Linked DNA regions of Mus musculus: regions 2 and 3 are each linked to region 1. A link is a contact called in public promoter capture Hi-C data. All regions are on one chromosome and are shown on one strand. Each heading gives the region's core, a stretch centred on a gene start, on an enhancer-like site or on the middle of the called end of the contact. The rest is flanking DNA. Distances are from core to core; before and after follow the strand shown. Region 1 holds the start of Smap2 (small ArfGAP 2). Region 2 overlaps Rlf (rearranged L-myc fusion sequence). Region 3 overlaps Rlf (rearranged L-myc fusion sequence).

The links. Promoter capture Hi-C pulls out the DNA fragments that hold promoters and counts their contacts.
Region 2: a promoter capture Hi-C map of neutrophils shows a contact between it and region 1. The contact joins the enhancer-like site here to the promoter of Smap2 in region 1. A contact is called at or near these places in 10 of 39 promoter capture datasets (the C10 cell line, the HPC-7 cell line, cranial neural crest and 7 more), 1 of 15 datasets of contacts at CTCF or cohesin (the NIH/3T3 cell line), 1 of 484 Hi-C or Micro-C datasets (embryonic stem cells), 9 of 115 datasets of contacts at active chromatin or transcription factors (the 230-238 cell line, CD8 T cells, bone marrow-derived macrophages and 4 more) and 3 of 9 other capture datasets (adipose tissue, liver and pancreatic islet).
Region 3: a promoter capture Hi-C map of liver shows a contact between it and region 1. The contact joins the enhancer-like site here to the promoter of Smap2 in region 1. A contact is called at or near these places in 4 of 39 promoter capture datasets (cranial neural crest, embryonic stem cells, liver and 1 more) and 3 of 484 Hi-C or Micro-C datasets (embryonic stem cells and liver).

The regions. Positions count from the first base shown.
Region 1 is chr4:121,015,191-121,020,236 of GRCm38.p6, reverse strand. It overlaps Smap2 (small ArfGAP 2), which reads left to right and starts at 2,990. Exons shown (of 10, transcript NM_133716.3): 1 at 2,990-3,488. The coding sequence starts at 3,386.
Region 2 is chr4:121,194,889-121,199,934 of GRCm38.p6, reverse strand. All of the region lies in intron 1 of Rlf (rearranged L-myc fusion sequence), which reads left to right. Among named protein-coding and RNA genes, the nearest start is that of Rlf, 18 kb to the left of the region's middle. Within about 2 kb of position 2,759, at least 118 of the 459 cell types and tissues checked have an H3K27ac peak or open chromatin away from gene starts, as enhancers often do. A contact at or near this core is called in the 230-238 cell line, CD8 T cells, adipose tissue and 3 more, where this site is marked.
Region 3 is chr4:121,160,696-121,165,741 of GRCm38.p6, reverse strand. The region is part of intron 5 of Rlf (rearranged L-myc fusion sequence); the gene reads left to right. Among named protein-coding and RNA genes, the nearest start is that of Rlf, 52 kb to the left of the region's middle. Within about 2 kb of position 2,076, at least 11 of the 459 cell types and tissues checked have an H3K27ac peak or open chromatin away from gene starts, as enhancers often do. A contact at or near this core is called in liver, where this site is marked.

The DNA of each region.
Region 1 (5,046 bases), core at 1,741-4,240:
GTCCAAACATGTTCCCCACAGCACTACTAGAGTCACGGTCTGGGCATTTTGCTGCAGAGCTCACTCTAGCATGGCAGCTCAGGAAAAAATTCATTTCTGAGCCAGGTGGTGCAAGGTACTCTGCTACAAAAATAAACAAGAAAGGGAACAGATAAGTACATATGCCTCGAGTATTATGAATTTTTTCTTTATTGCTCTTTTGTTTGTTTGCTTGCTTGCTTTAAAACAGGATCTCCTGTAACCTAGGATAGCCTAATGTCCACTATGTAGCTGAGGCTAGCCTTAAACTCCTGTGCTACCTGCCTCCATCTACCAAGTGCTGGGGTCACCTATGTGCCACCATATCTGGCTTTGATGAATCCTTTTTATGTAGGATCAGCTAAGTTACAATTTGGTGAGAAAACAACTTAATAACTTAAAGCAAGACCTTTTGTTGTTGTTGTTGTTGTTGTTGTTACTCATTACTTCTGATCTTTTTCTGATTAGTGGCGAGCTCTTGCTAAATTCAGGCTTTGGTTACAAAGCCTAACCTGGAACTTCTAGGGCTGCCCTTGCAGGGACCAGGAGCAAGGGCATGTTCTCTACAGTCGGTGCTTCAGTCTGTCTTGACTGTCTGTCCTTTGTGGATAGTGTGTTCCAGTCAAAACAGCAAATTAAGGCTTCAGACATAAAGCGACATATTTCTGCTTGGCCCATTGACTATGTCTGACTACAAACAGATCAGGAAATAAACCCTATCATGGACTGATAAGGCCAAAAGCCAGACATATTTAGCAATAGGTGTTGATTGTCTACCACTTGTTTTGTGCTGAGAGTTGTTCTAAATGCGTTGCAGGTTTCAGCCCTGAGAAGCTTTGCATCAATCCCAGGAAACAGGTAGTTAGCACCATTATCATTCCTACTGCATACATGAAATACCAAGGCAAGAAGTTAAGCAACCTGCCAAAGCCACACAAACAGAATTCAAATTTTGGATCTCAGCCCAGGTGATCTGACCTCATGGTATATGTGCCTCGTCTCCATACTGTGCAGCCAAATGGAAGGAAATGAGAAGCTGTCAAAGGCTTTTTCAACGGGTGAGCATGGTTAAGTGAGATCCTCGTACAAGAGGAGTCAGGTGGAGCAAAGCCACCCGTGAATGACTCCAGCGCCAGAAAATTGGATGCCCTTTTCCTGGACTCCAAGGGCACCTGATCTGTTATGTGCAGACCCACATATAGACACACATACACATAGTTAAAAATTAAAACTAAATCTTAAGGCCAACATATTGCAATGCCTCTAATCCTAGCACTCAGGAGGCAGAGGCAAGCAGAACTTTGTGAGGTCAAGGCCAACCTGGACTACAGAGTGAATTCAGGCCACCCAGGGCTATATAGGGAGGCCCTGTCTCAATAAAATCAAATAAAAATTTAAAAACGACTAAGAGAATATCAAATCTGATGGACCTGTCTTAGGAAAATACTATATGAACTTGGACGTTTATGAAAGTAAGTTCTTTGAGACTTCACTGGAATGAAAAGGTTTGGAACAGGAATAAATTATTCTGATTAATAATGTAACAAATATTTTAATTTCCCTTTATAATATATAAATATTATATATTACAATATATAATAAATAAATATATAATATAAACATTTTGAGGGGAGCCTGGTCTTGGGAGAAAGTAGAGATGAACAAGACTGCTGTCTTAGAGGCAAATAAACACTTTGTCTTGCTGGCCTCCCTGGTCTATTACTCTAGCCTTCAGAAGAATCCCTTAAGAGCAAATATCAGGAAGTAGCGTTCTCTTCCCCTTTAGCACATCCTGTTTTTTCTCAGTCTCTTTTAAGAATTTGATGAGTGAAGGGACGGAATGCATACACAGGAAGATGGCCGTGGGTTCAAGACACTATTTGTAACAAGAGAGGCTTTGGAAAATAATACCTAATAACCATTTTTAAGTAGCTGCTTATTCCATGTTACCCTATAACTGGCTCTCCCCCAAACAACCTGAGAGATGGCTCAGCAGGTGAGAGAGTTTGGTAATCTCTCATAGGACCCTGGTTCCTTCCCCAACACCCACATCACACACCCTCATCCATCAGCTGAAACTCCAGCTTCAGGTACTGCAATGCCCTCTTCTGGCCTCCTTGGACACCTACACACACACACACACACACACACACACACACACACACGCACGCACGCACGCACGCACGCACGCACGCACACGCACACGCACACGTACGCACTCACACACGCACGCATGCACACACACGCAAGTAAAGGAGGCTAGGTATGGTGGCACATACCTTTAATCCCAGCACTTTGGAGGCAGTTCTCTGTTAGTTCGAGGCTATCCTAATCTACAATATAAAGTTCCAGGCCACCAAGGGCTACTTAGGAAGAACCTGTTCAAAAAAAAATTTTTTTTAAAGGAAAGAAAAGTTCTGCCTAGACACTAGTCAGAGCGATGCTCAAAAAGGGCAGTAGTCACAGAGAAGACTAATGTATATCAGCGGCAGGAGGCATTCCAAGTTAGAAGTGATCACGAGGGAGGGTGTAATGTCTCTTTAACTCGGGTCAGAGGGTGAGTCCTTTTGTCTCTTGAAGGAAAGACTAACCTAAAGGAGTCTGGGATAGCCACAACCCTTGTATTATATAAGGATAATAAACACACATCTTATAAAGGTTGCTGTGAAGAGCATACTGTGATAATTGATAGAAAGCGCTTAGAGCAGTACATGGCACACAGTATGAGCTCTGTAAATGTTGGTCGTTCCCTTCACTTTATTCTCTTCACTCTCCTCCCTCTCCACCCGGCTTCATTCATTCTTTTCCAAGGGCACGCAGGGGGCGTGTCCTCCCTCCCGCCGCTTCCACCTAAGCCCCGCCCCCGGCTCTTCCCGGATTGGTTCCTAGGAGGCGGAGCCAAGGGGAGAGCCCAGTGCAGCGCGGTGGGCGGGGCGCATGCGCGGGTTGGGCTGGGTGGAGGAGGAGAGGAAGAGCTGCCGGAAGTAGGCGGTGGAGGTGGCGGCTGAGCTGGTCGCAGCTGCCAGGGAAACCGAGGCGGGAAGCACAGCGGGCAGACCCTCAACACTCGGGGTCAAGTGTGCGTCCCGCACGCCTGAAGCCGGGAGCTCGCTCCACCTAGGCCACTTCTGGGGTCCCGCAGCCTCCGCGAGTCCCTGCCTTGCCCGAAGCCCGCCAGGGGGCGCCGCGCTGAGGGGCTGAGGGGCTGCGGGGCGGGGGCGCTGACGGCTCTGACCCCGGGGCTGCTCCGGGCCGGGCGAGAGGACCGCCTGGGCGGGGACCCCAAGGCCTCAGCCCCGGACAGAGGCAGGGGTTCTTGGGGGGTGCAGGGGGCGCGTCGCCCTCTGCCCCCGCCGGCACCCTGGCCATGACAGGCAAGTCGGTGAAGGACGTGGATCGGTACCAGGCGGTCCTGGCCAACCTGCTGCTGGAGGAAGATAACAAGTTCTGTGCTGACTGCCAGTCCAAAGGTAACGCATCCGGGGCGCCGGCGGGGGGCCAGCTGCGGGGCGGCGGCGTGGCGATGAGCTGCGATGGCCTGAGTGGGGAGGGGGTTCTGGAGCTCAGGGCGAGTCCTCTTCGTATGACCACGCGAGCCACCCTCGCTCATGAGCTTGCTGGGTTTCCTCGGGCTTGGGACTTGGGGTTTGGTGTGGGCGAGTGTGTGTGTGTGTGTGTGTGTGTGTGTGTGTGTGTGTGTCAGCGAAGTGGGGATGATATAGTGGGGGGTGGGGTTGCCCGGTGTGTTCAGGTGAGACTGTCTATGTTGCAGACTCTGAATGGCTTCTGGGCTCGCTGTCATGCAGAGCTGGCAGCCTTTTACTTGGCAAAGCTGTGGGTGAGCTGCAGTGTGGTGGGGGTGGCGGTGGGGGTGACGAGGAGGAAGGTGAGATGACTAAGAGAAAAACTGTCGAAATGATATTTAAAGGTGGCATTCCTTGCTGTCTGCTATGTCGTTAGCAGCTCCTGTCATTTTACCACCTTGTTGAGCTCAGACCGAGTGCTTAGGTGGCTTTCTTCACCCAGGTCGTGTGCACTGAGAAACAGCTACCTTATGCAGTGACACAGTGCGGATTTCTAGGTAGTCTAGCCTGGGTTGTGGAGGCCTCATGCGTGTGTGGTGAGCGAAACTAGCAGACCTGGACTGTAGTGCAGGACCCGTTCAAGCAGGGAGAAAAGGAAGCAAGGAATTCCCCCAATTCGTTATTTCCCTGGTGATTACACCTTTAGAGAGGAAATAGAAATTGGCCACAACCACTTAGCCTTTGTTTTCTGTGTCTGTAAAGGTTCATGCTGTGTTACAATTAAAGGTCAATATGGTAGAAAATTTACTAGTGAATTCTGTACAGCTTTGTAGGTAGGAGCAGCTATAATTGGGAGGGGGTATTTACTTTAGTTCATTTCCTGAATTTGCCATGTAGCATATGGGTATAAAGTAGTATAAAGCATTCAGATGTGTGTGTGTATTAATGTTGAGAAAAGCAATAGATACTTAGCCCATACTTCATGTGATTATGGTTTATTTTAGAGTAAGGTTATGTAAGGAGGGCGCAAGAATGATGATGCATTGATTTAGACTCCTAGTAATAAATTTTAGTGACCTCTATCAGTAGGCAAATGCAGTGAACTGTCAGCAAAGCAGGTCCCCAGACTTCTCTCGAGAATTTTTGCGTTAACAGGAGTTCAATTTATGTTGAGGAGTCGAAATTTCTTGTAGCTTGATTCTTGTTAGATCTACTGGAAGGTTTGGTTTACAGTGTAGGAGCACCTTTGGTCTACTCAAATCCTCTGATGTCCTCATTGACAATTTTAAGTCGCAGCGAGGCATCCACTGAGCAGAAACCATTGTTGATGATTTTTAGAACCGCCCCCTCCCCTGTACTCATGTTGTTTGTATGCTTACTCATCCCAATAACATATACCATGGGGAAGAGACACGTTAATTTACCAGGTCTTCCTCCAAATCTCCCATTGCCCTTTATTAATAGCCTTACTAGATATAATCAGACATAGAACTTCGTTAATTCC
Region 2 (5,046 bases), core at 1,510-4,009, 180 kb before region 1:
AAATTACTACACCGTGTATATAAGGATTTTATTTATAGGTTATCTGTTGGATTCCATTGGTCTCTGTCTTTTAGTGATTACTCACAATTGAAAATGTAAAAAACAATTCAGGCACAGGGTGGTGAAAAGGTTGTTAGCTGGTTTGGTGGCACAAGCCTATAATCTCATCACTTCAGAGGCAGAGGTAGTAAGATCAGGAATTCAGGGAACTGAGGCCAGCCCAGGCTACACCAAAATCTGCCTCAAAAACACATAACAAATAAAATGAAAGGATTGTAAACTGAATAAGCAAGATTCTGCATTTCTCCGTCAAGCTGATACTTTATCCATGCAAAAATCACACCTCTTACCTCTAAGGGAATAAGATAATTTGTTCTGGAGTGACAGTGGTCTAGGAACATGGATTCAGCCCACTCCCAATACGGAGTTCCATTGTAGTAGACGTGGTTGGTTATGTGAGATTTTTATTAGTTTTAGAACAAAGAAAGACAATTATCAAATGTGTTGCTGAGGACCACAGGTTCCAACAAAGTAGGGGTGGGGTGGGGTGAATTGTTACAGGTATTATGCTGTTTGACTTCTTAGTTCTTGTGCTGGAAGCTAGTGGTTTGCCAAGAATGCATTTTAAAGTCTTTGATAGTCACAGGGATGTAGGTCAGACAGACATTGGGGAGGGCAATGAATACCTTTTAAAGGGACAAGAAATAACCCAAGGCAATTTGGCTCTGTTCTGCAGCATTTTACCTTTCATAGTCACAAAGTTTTGGCATTTGACCTTGTAGAATTTTTAACACAGGTTAAGTTCCCCCAACTTCATATGCTGTCTAACGTGTCTAATGTGATAGCTCTTCAGTATGTCACTGTCTTATACTAATAATAGGATTGTAAATTAGGATTGATTTTCTTTCTTTCTTCCTTTCTTTTCTGGAGCAGAATCCAGTATCATGTAAAGCCTTAGAGGTTATGGAGCCAGAAATTGTATTTATAGTCCATTCTAAGAAAGTAGTCATGGGGCCACTAAAGCAGATAGTTCCAAACCTGTGGTCACTAAATGAAACAAGAAGATATAAATGTGGGGAGAGAAGTCCTGACAGTGGTAGGAGATAGGAGTCAAGGTGAAGAGTACCTGGTATGTAATGTATGAAACTGTCAAAGAACAAGTCAATAAGAGTGTCATGAATGTAAGTAATATTTTACACATAGGGGAACCTATCTTTATTTTCCACCGCAAAGAGATCAGGGCAGGATGTGGTAGTAGACACCTATAATTCCAGCATTTAGGAGACTGAAGCAGGAGAATTGTGAATTCGAGGCTGACCTGGGCTACATTGTGAGCTTTAGGGTCAGCCTTGATTACACGGTAAGACTCTGCCTCAAAAGTTAGAAACTATGATGTGCATGAATCTACAGTGTGGCTGGGGATATAACTCCGTGGAAGAGGACTTGCCCAACATACTGGACTGAGGGGGTCACACAGCAAAAGTAAAATGAAGTCAAAGAAAGCTCTTCAGTAAATGTAGAGACATAACATCACCATAAAATAAAATGTTTCACTTTACACATTAAGGAAATTCTCAAACTTGCCTGTTAACAGTGATCTGTTTCTGGGTGGTGTTTTTATGCATAATGGAAAATAGCACATATTTAAAGATACACTACTGTTATGGCAAAAGCAAGAAGCATTTTAAAATTAAAAATGAAATGAAGCTAGAAAGTATATTTATGACCTATGACAGGATCAGTATCTAAAATAGTCTGTGGAGATGGGATGGTGGACTGGACCCAGTGAAATGTAATCAGGGTGGACGAAGAAATGTAGAGCGATGGACTGTGAGTAGGCCAGATTTCTGAGCTCAGAGCAGCTGGAAGTAATGTGTAGCGGCTGTGTTAGTACAGAAGCAGCCCAGGTCCCAGATTGCCTCTAGGTACTTCCTCAGTTCAAGCAGCCAGCTGTTTTCTTCTCACTCATTAATGTCAACCCCCTCGGTCCTCATTGCTAACTGATGTTTAAATCTTAGTTCTCATCATCTTTGGAGTCCTCCCATCTCCTTACTTTTGCATTTTAAAATGTTAACCCCTGTTTCAGGGATGAGATTCAATTGCTGACTCCCGCGGAAGCTTGCCCTTTACAATATAATCACATTGCTCAGATTTAGAACTTTATTTTCAAAATAGGATTTCTCTGTGAGGCCCTGGCTATCCTGGGACTTGCTCTGTAGACCAGACCAGCCTTGAACTCAAATGATCTGCCTGCTTCAACCTACCAAGCGCTGGGATTAAACTCTCCACCTCTTAGCTAGATTTAGAATTTTATGTATTTCATTTGTTGAGAAATTAAAATCAGAATAAGATTTCTTGTGTTATGTGCAGATTTTAAAATAATGCACACACTTATCTTTAAAAAAAAATCCAGTTACCCTACGATGTTCATTTGTAATGAACAACTGACACTTGTAGTTGTTTTAGTTGGGTCGTTGTTGCTGTTGCTGTTGCTTTGGGGGTGCAGGTTCTTCTGTAGCTGGATGAGGATGACACTGAACTTCTCATCTGTCACTGACTCTCAAGGGTTGGGATGACAGGTCTGCAAACCATGGCCATCTTTTGGTACTAGGATCAAACCCAGAACAGTGAGCAGGCGAGACAGTTCTACCTAAACTGAGCCACTTCCCTGACATGACCACAGGATTGCAAAGTAGTGGGTGTCACTTAGCACTATTGCCAGAAAACTTCCCAGAAGCAGTGACTTTCGAATGGGAGGTGGATGTGGTAAACTCTGAGGAAGTAGGCCAAATGATGACCACACTGCAGAGGCTGCAGACACTAAAGGTAGTGGAGTCGGAAGTAAAGGCAGAGTTTGGAAATAAGCATATTTATTAAAGCGATAGTAGGTTTGTGAGTTCTGAGTAGACATACAGAATAGTGATAAAACATGGGTATTGGAGGCAGGTGACTAGTTCAGATTAAAGCGTAAAATCTGTCCGTCCCCCCCCCCCCCTTTGGCTCTTCAAGGGGGTTTCTCAGTGTAACCATCTCTTGCTGTCCTGGACTTACTTTGTAGACCAGGCTAGACTCGAATTCACAGAGATCCACCTGCCTCTGCCTACTGAGTGCTGGGATCAAAGGTTTGCACTACCACACCCAGCTTCTGCTTTCTTATTTAAAAAATGAAGTAAAGGTCGGGGATATAGATCAGCGGAGGATGGAAATGACAAGGAAGTCTCTCTGTGTCTCTTTTAAATCAGCTGAAGGGTTGGATGTGGCTCAGTTTGTACAGTGCTTACCTACTGTATATGAAGCTCTGAGTTTGGACCCCTACCCAGTAGCTCATAAAACAGTTCTATAGTCCCAGTCTTTAGAAAGTGGATCAGAAATTCAAAGTCATTCGTGCCTAAATGGGAAGCCTGACACTGGCTAGAGACACTTTTTTTTTTTTTTTTTTTTTTGGCTGTAGCTAATGTGGAAAGTGTGAGTTGGTTACAAGTAACAACACAAGGTGAAAGAGCTGCGGTTTCACCTAGCCACTTCCTCATTGTAAGCAGGCAGCTGCTAGGCAAGGCCTAACATGCTTGAAGCTCTAGGTTCTACTCCAATCTTCCTCTCCCTCTCCTCCTCCTCCTCCCCCCTCATACACACACACACACACACACACACACACACACACACAGAGAGAGAGAGTAGCCTGTGGGCCTAGCATGCTTGGATATACTTAAACTTAGGTGCCATAAGAGCCTACTGTACATCTCAGCTATATATTGTATCTACCTTATTGCTGCTAGGCTCTGAATTTTGTGCATCAAGTTACTATACTAGATACTGTTGGCAACTTGCAACACATCATTAGGCATCTATGTTTCTAAATAAAACCAAACATGGAAAGGTATAGTAAAAATAATAGACAATAGAACATTTTCTGCGCTTTTCTTTTTTTAACTAGAATCCAATTTTATTCAGATCAGCACTGTCCAACAAAATACTGTCTTAATTTATGATCTGAGTTCTGGAGTGTCAGAATAAATTATGGCATACTTTGAAAGCCACAAGACATTAATTTTATAATAAAAAATGGAAGACTAATACTTTTTCAAAATATGCTGTAGAGGCCTGGAGAGATGGCTCATTGGTTAAGAGTTCTTGCTGCTCTTGCACAGGACCTTGGTTTATTTCCCAGCACCCACACCGTGACTCGAAACCACATGTAACTCCAGTTCCAGGGACTCTGAATCCCTTTTCTGACTGAGCATGTACACAATACACATACATACGTCTAAGCACGCACTCAGGATTTTTGAGACAGGGTTTCTATGTAGCTCTGGCTATCGTGGAACACACTATGTATGTACATCAGGCTGGTCTTGAAGTCAAAGCTCAACCTGTCTCTGCCTCCCCGAGTGCTGAGATTAAACTCACATTCCTCCGTGCCTGGTTCAAAATTTAAAAAAAAATTTTTTTTGTAAAGATAACCATTAAGGATATACTCTTTTCTTTCTTCCTAATCCCAGCACAGGTCATTTTTGTTCTGGGGTTCTGGCTTTTAGGATCCTCCAAATAATTTATAGTCTCTACCCTTGTTTTTGTTTGCACCTTTGTTTTATTGATTTAACTTAAAAATTGTATTTATCTGTATGTAAAAATGTTTTGCTTGCATGTAATCTGTGGTTGGTACCTGTACAGGTCAGAAGATGGATGGCATCAGATCCCTTGGAACTGGAGTTTCAGATGACTTATATGTACTGAGACGTGAACCTGGGCCCTCCAGAAGAGCAGCCAGTGCTCTTAATCTAGAAAAGCAACCTCTCCAACCCTTTTTACTCTTTTTTTAAACATTGTCTATTTTGATTAGTTTTAATTATGTAAATTTGTAGGTCTCTGCATGGGTATGTAAATAAGAGTGCTGATGCATGAGAGGCAGGAAAGGGGTGCTGGGGTTTTAACTGCTCAAGGTCAGCTGCAGGGAGCAGGTGCTGGGATTATGAATTTGAGTCCTCAATAAGAGCCTGGTGTGGTGGTGGGTGGTGCACTCTTTAATCCCAGCCTTCAGGAAACAAA
Region 3 (5,046 bases), core at 827-3,326, 150 kb before region 1:
CCATAACATTACATTCACAGAGTACTTGTTTTGGGGAAGATGGTCTGGTGGTGCATAGTATGTGAGTAGTGACAGTGTTGGTCATCCTTGTTTTGAGATGTGGACCTAGACAGTGAAGCAGCTATTTGGTGATGTGAACACCTGAATGTAGTTTTCCAAAACTGAGATTGTCTCAATGACTCTTAATTGAGTATAAGTATTGTGTCATAAAGAAATCAAAAACTGAACTGTTTCACATCATCTGTCTTTTCATACTTCCCACTGCAATCTTGAATATAATTACAAAAAGCATTTGCTAAACATTTGTCCCTCCTGTGCTATGTAGTAAGGCCTTCCCACCCACCCCACACACATACACCCGTCTTTAAAAATTTTTTTTGAAAGATTTATTTTTTATTTATGTGTATTTGTGTGTATGTGTGTACATGGCCAGCCAATTAGTCTAACTGGTGAGTTACCAAGCTATGAGAGATTTAGACTCACAGGAGGTTGATAGTGCTCATGAGGTTGACACCCAAAGTTGTTCTCTGGCTTCTGTGTCAAATGCACATTTTTTAAAAAGATTCAGTTCTTGCCACACCATAGATAGACACTGAACAAATATAGACTCTATAATAAGAATTCTTTGGATCTAACATGCAGTACTAGAGAGAAGCAATTGAGAAGACAAGATGGAAGATTTCAGATTTAAGGCCTGTCTTAAGAAAACAGGAGGGAAGGGTAGCACTATCGTGTGTATACATATAGATGATTGGCCTTGGATGAGGTAATACACATTTTTTAAAAGCATGTGTTTGGTTGGTTGGTTGGCTGGCTGGCTGACTGGCTGTAGTATCTGGTAAGTTCAGATACTGACCTTATACCAACTGCAGTATTTTGTGTTCAGAAAACAAATTAAGAAACAGCCATTAATCTCAGTACTTGAGACTTTGTGAGAAAAATTCAGAAGTAGCAGCAAAAGTCTAACTTTGGATTTGATTTCCTCCTCATCCTATAACTTTTCTTTAACTTTAATCATAATTTAAACCTACTTTAATTGTTATTGTATTGGGCATTGGCAAATACAGAGTTCATATAGCGTTATTTGCTAGAAACAATTATAGAAAGAAAAGTACTAAATAATATTAAGCAGCTGCTGTGTTCAATACAGAAGTAATTATGGAAACTAACCATGTAAATACCATTTACAAGCTCTGTGGAGAAGCTGGTGCCTGATTGAACCTTGAAGTAAGGTTAGATGGATAGAATGTGTTAGGAACAACTGACTTGTAATAAAAGACAGGAATTAACTTGTGCTTCCAGTAACTCACTAGTGAAGACCTTGTGTGAGCCAGAGCATGTGAGTTAAGGTCTTATAAGAAACAAGATCTGTTGGCTTGGTGAAAGGAGGTCCTCTGAAACAAATGTATTAGAGCTTAGATTGGATAAAGTTCAGACTCAGCTTTGAAGGTAACAAGTGATAAGGTATGATATTTTGGGGAAATTTGATTAAAGAATAGTGTATTAGGGTTAGGAAAAGAAATTTTGAGAAACAACAGTATTCACTGACAGGCCAGAAATAGGGACAATAAGCAAAATAGTATATGGCTTCAAAATACTCAGAATAATAGTATATGGTAGTGCACACCTATAATTCTAGCCCTCGGAGCTGGAGGCCAATGTGGCCTTCTCAGAGACCCTCAGAGGAGTGAGTAGAGGAGCCAGGGAAGTGTGGGAAGTCAGTCAGCTTATGGGTGCTTGTTGGTTTAATGGTGCTGCAGTTGAACCTTGGACTGTGCATGTGTTGAAGATTATACATGTAGCTGTCAGCTTTGTTTTATCCATGATCTTTCTTGGTTTATTAATAACAGATTAAGGAGCTGAGTTTTAACTTTGATAATAGTACTTGCCTACTACTGCTTTGCTAAGTCAGGTAAACAACTAAGTAAGTAAACAGGTTTTTCATGAAATTACATAATTGGTTCATTTGTGAGGTTGCTGAATTTGCAGGAAACCTCTGTGGGAAATGGGCCTGTTGCTGCTGTTCTACATCGTATCTGGATTGGCAGCCACACATCTGGAAAATGTGTCATGAGGCAGTCTCATCTTTGTGCCAGCTCTGTAGTGCAGTTACACAATCTGGATAACATTAACGTACTACCCACATAGGCAATGTTGCAGATGCTAGCCTTTATGCTGGCTAGTTGAAACATTCTATGACATGTGGCTCTACCTATTTTCTGTTTGTTTTGTTCTTTGTTTACCTCAGGTAACACTGAACATTCTACGTAATCTAGACTAGCTTCAAACTCTTAGTCCACTTCTCAGCCTCCCAAGTAGTGGGGTTACTATAGGCATACACCAGCATGCCTACCTGTATCTGTTTTTTGAGTGTTTTTTGAGTCTTTAGGTGCACAGTCACTCTTGGCTCTTTCCTGTCTCTGGCTGCTTTTGTGCTACAGTAGTGGGGTACTCAATACCAGAAACTGTTTGGTAAAGGCTTTGCCAAATGTTTACCAACTCTTATAATACTAAAAATTTTCAGTATTACCACCATTAAATGACAGTCTCCATGATAACAGTCCTCTCTCTATACTCCACCAGTGATGCCAAAATGGTAATGTTCCCAAAGCCCTGCGTGTATTATGCTAATGATAGTCTGAAGTCGGACTAAAAGGCAGTTCAGCTGTCTCCATGGCTGTCTTTCCTCTGTGCCGTTTATTTCCATTGAGTGGAAAAGTGATGAGCAATGTCTCCCCTGACCCTCTTCAATGTTGAGAATTGAACCCAAGAGCTTCACACATGTTAGGCAAATATAAGATAAATGTAGTTTTAAATATTTCTTGTAATTCGAATTAATTTGTTAGATTTATCAGGACAAAGACATTTATCACACAAAAATTATTTTAAAAGAAGCACTCATTTCATCTAGTTAACAATAGAATTATAAAGAGCCCTTACTTTGGAAAACTACTGGTGACTTGCTACATGTTCAGTAATTGATGTTTTTAATGAGCATATGTTCTAATATAGCATAATTTTTACTCTATTTCAACTTTCAGGAGAAGAGTTAAATTAACCTGAGGAACAGCTGGGAATAAAAGTTTTTTATATGTCAGCACCTGTGTGTATCCTAGTAATGGGTGTGTGTAATGAGAAACCTCTGCTGGGGATCATTTTGCCAAACACATACAATTAAGATTAATTGACTGGGTCATGTGAAAACCAGAATTCATTGCCAGTACATAGTTAGACAAATTAGGAACTGGGGGATCTAAATAACAGAATACCTTGGAATTTGGAGTTCCTTGTTGAAACCGTTTGTATAGAACTAAATGAGATGTCATTGGTACTAATTAAAATGTCTTTTTAATGTGTGCTAGAGCTGTACCTAACTGCATGTATTGTGCCACATGCATGCCAGTGCCTCTGAAGGTCAGATGAAAGGGTCAAATGCTCTGGGACTGGAGTTACGGATGGTTGTGAGCCACCATCTGGGCTTTGGGAATCTAACTTGAGACTTCTCAAAGAGCAGCCAGTGCTCTTAACCACTGAGCTATCTTTCTTGTCCCTAAGTAAAATTTATTAGATTACATTTATTATTTATTTATGAGTGTGTGTGCATGCACATGTGTGTACCCAGCATGTTGTTGCATGGTACTTAGATGTGAGGAGGTCAGAAGACCATTCTCTCATTCCACCATTTGTATGTGAATGGATTTTTGAGTCTTCAAGTGCACAATCACTCTTGGCTTTTTCCTGTCTCGGGCTGCTTTTGTGCTACAGTAGTGGGGGTACTCAATAGCAGAAACGGTTTGGTTTGGATGTGAATGAGATACATATTTTCTTGCTCTTATAGTTTGAAGGCACAATAACATACTTATTTCTTCTCTTGATGGAGACAAGAAAATATAAACAGGATCTAATTTACTTACCAGTCTAACTAATTCTGTTGGGAATTGACACAGTCACTAAGTATAAGTGACAAACACAGAGCAAATACATTTAAACAGGACCCAGTGGGAATTCAGTTTGGGAGTAGAAAAGTAAACAGGAGCATAGAAATTCTAGGTGTAGCTTTAGATTGAGATTTTGTTAAACAGAAAACCATCTGATCAGATTAAAGGCACGAGCTACCACTCATGGCTTTAAAATTATAATCTTAATACTTATATTTTTTCCATATGGTCATATGGGGAATTAAGTATACTCAAGAAATACACTAAGTCTGTGAAGAATTTAAGACTTAAATATTTAAGTGTTTTACTCCTAGAGTAGAGTTCTTCTAAAATAGTTTTTTGTTTGTTTGTTTTTTCGAGACAGGGTTTCTCTGTGTAGCCCTGGCTGTCCTGGAACTCACTTTGTAGACCAGGCTGGCCTCAAACTCAGAAATTCGCCTGCCTCTGCCTCCCGAGTGCTGGGATTAAAGGCGAGCGCCACCACGTCCGGCCTAAAATAGTTTTTAAGCCAAGGCTTCATGTCTGCTAGAGGGTCAAGCTACCACAGTGCTGTAACCACAGCCCCAAACAGTTCTGAATAGGCATCTTCCTAGGGTTTGATATGAGTTCGGACTTTGTTGTTGTTGTTGTTGTTGTTTGTTTTGTTTGCTTTGGGGTTCTTTGTCTTGTTTGTTTGTTTGTTTGTTTGTTTTGAAACAAGGATTTTCTGTGTAGCCCAGGCTGGTCTTGAACTCACAGAGATCGACCTGCCTCTGCTGCCCCACCCTTACTCCCTCCAGTGCTGAGATTAAAAGCTTGCACCGTGGATTAGTGTTGATGCTTTGGTTGATAGCTCATTGGACTGGAAGGATCGCTGCAGAGGCAAACATAATAAGTTCAAGAATCCAGGGAGGTGGCTCATGCTGGTAATTCCAGTATTTGGGAAACTGAAAGATTAGAATTGCTGTGCGTTCAAGATAGCCTGGGCTATATAGTGAATTCCAGCACAGCCTGAACCACAGAGCAGACCCTATGTCAAAAATAAATAAGTTTTAAAAAGAGAGTTGTAGAAACAACTGAGGCAGTAAAGTGCTTGCTATACAAGAATGAAAACCAGAGTTTAATACCC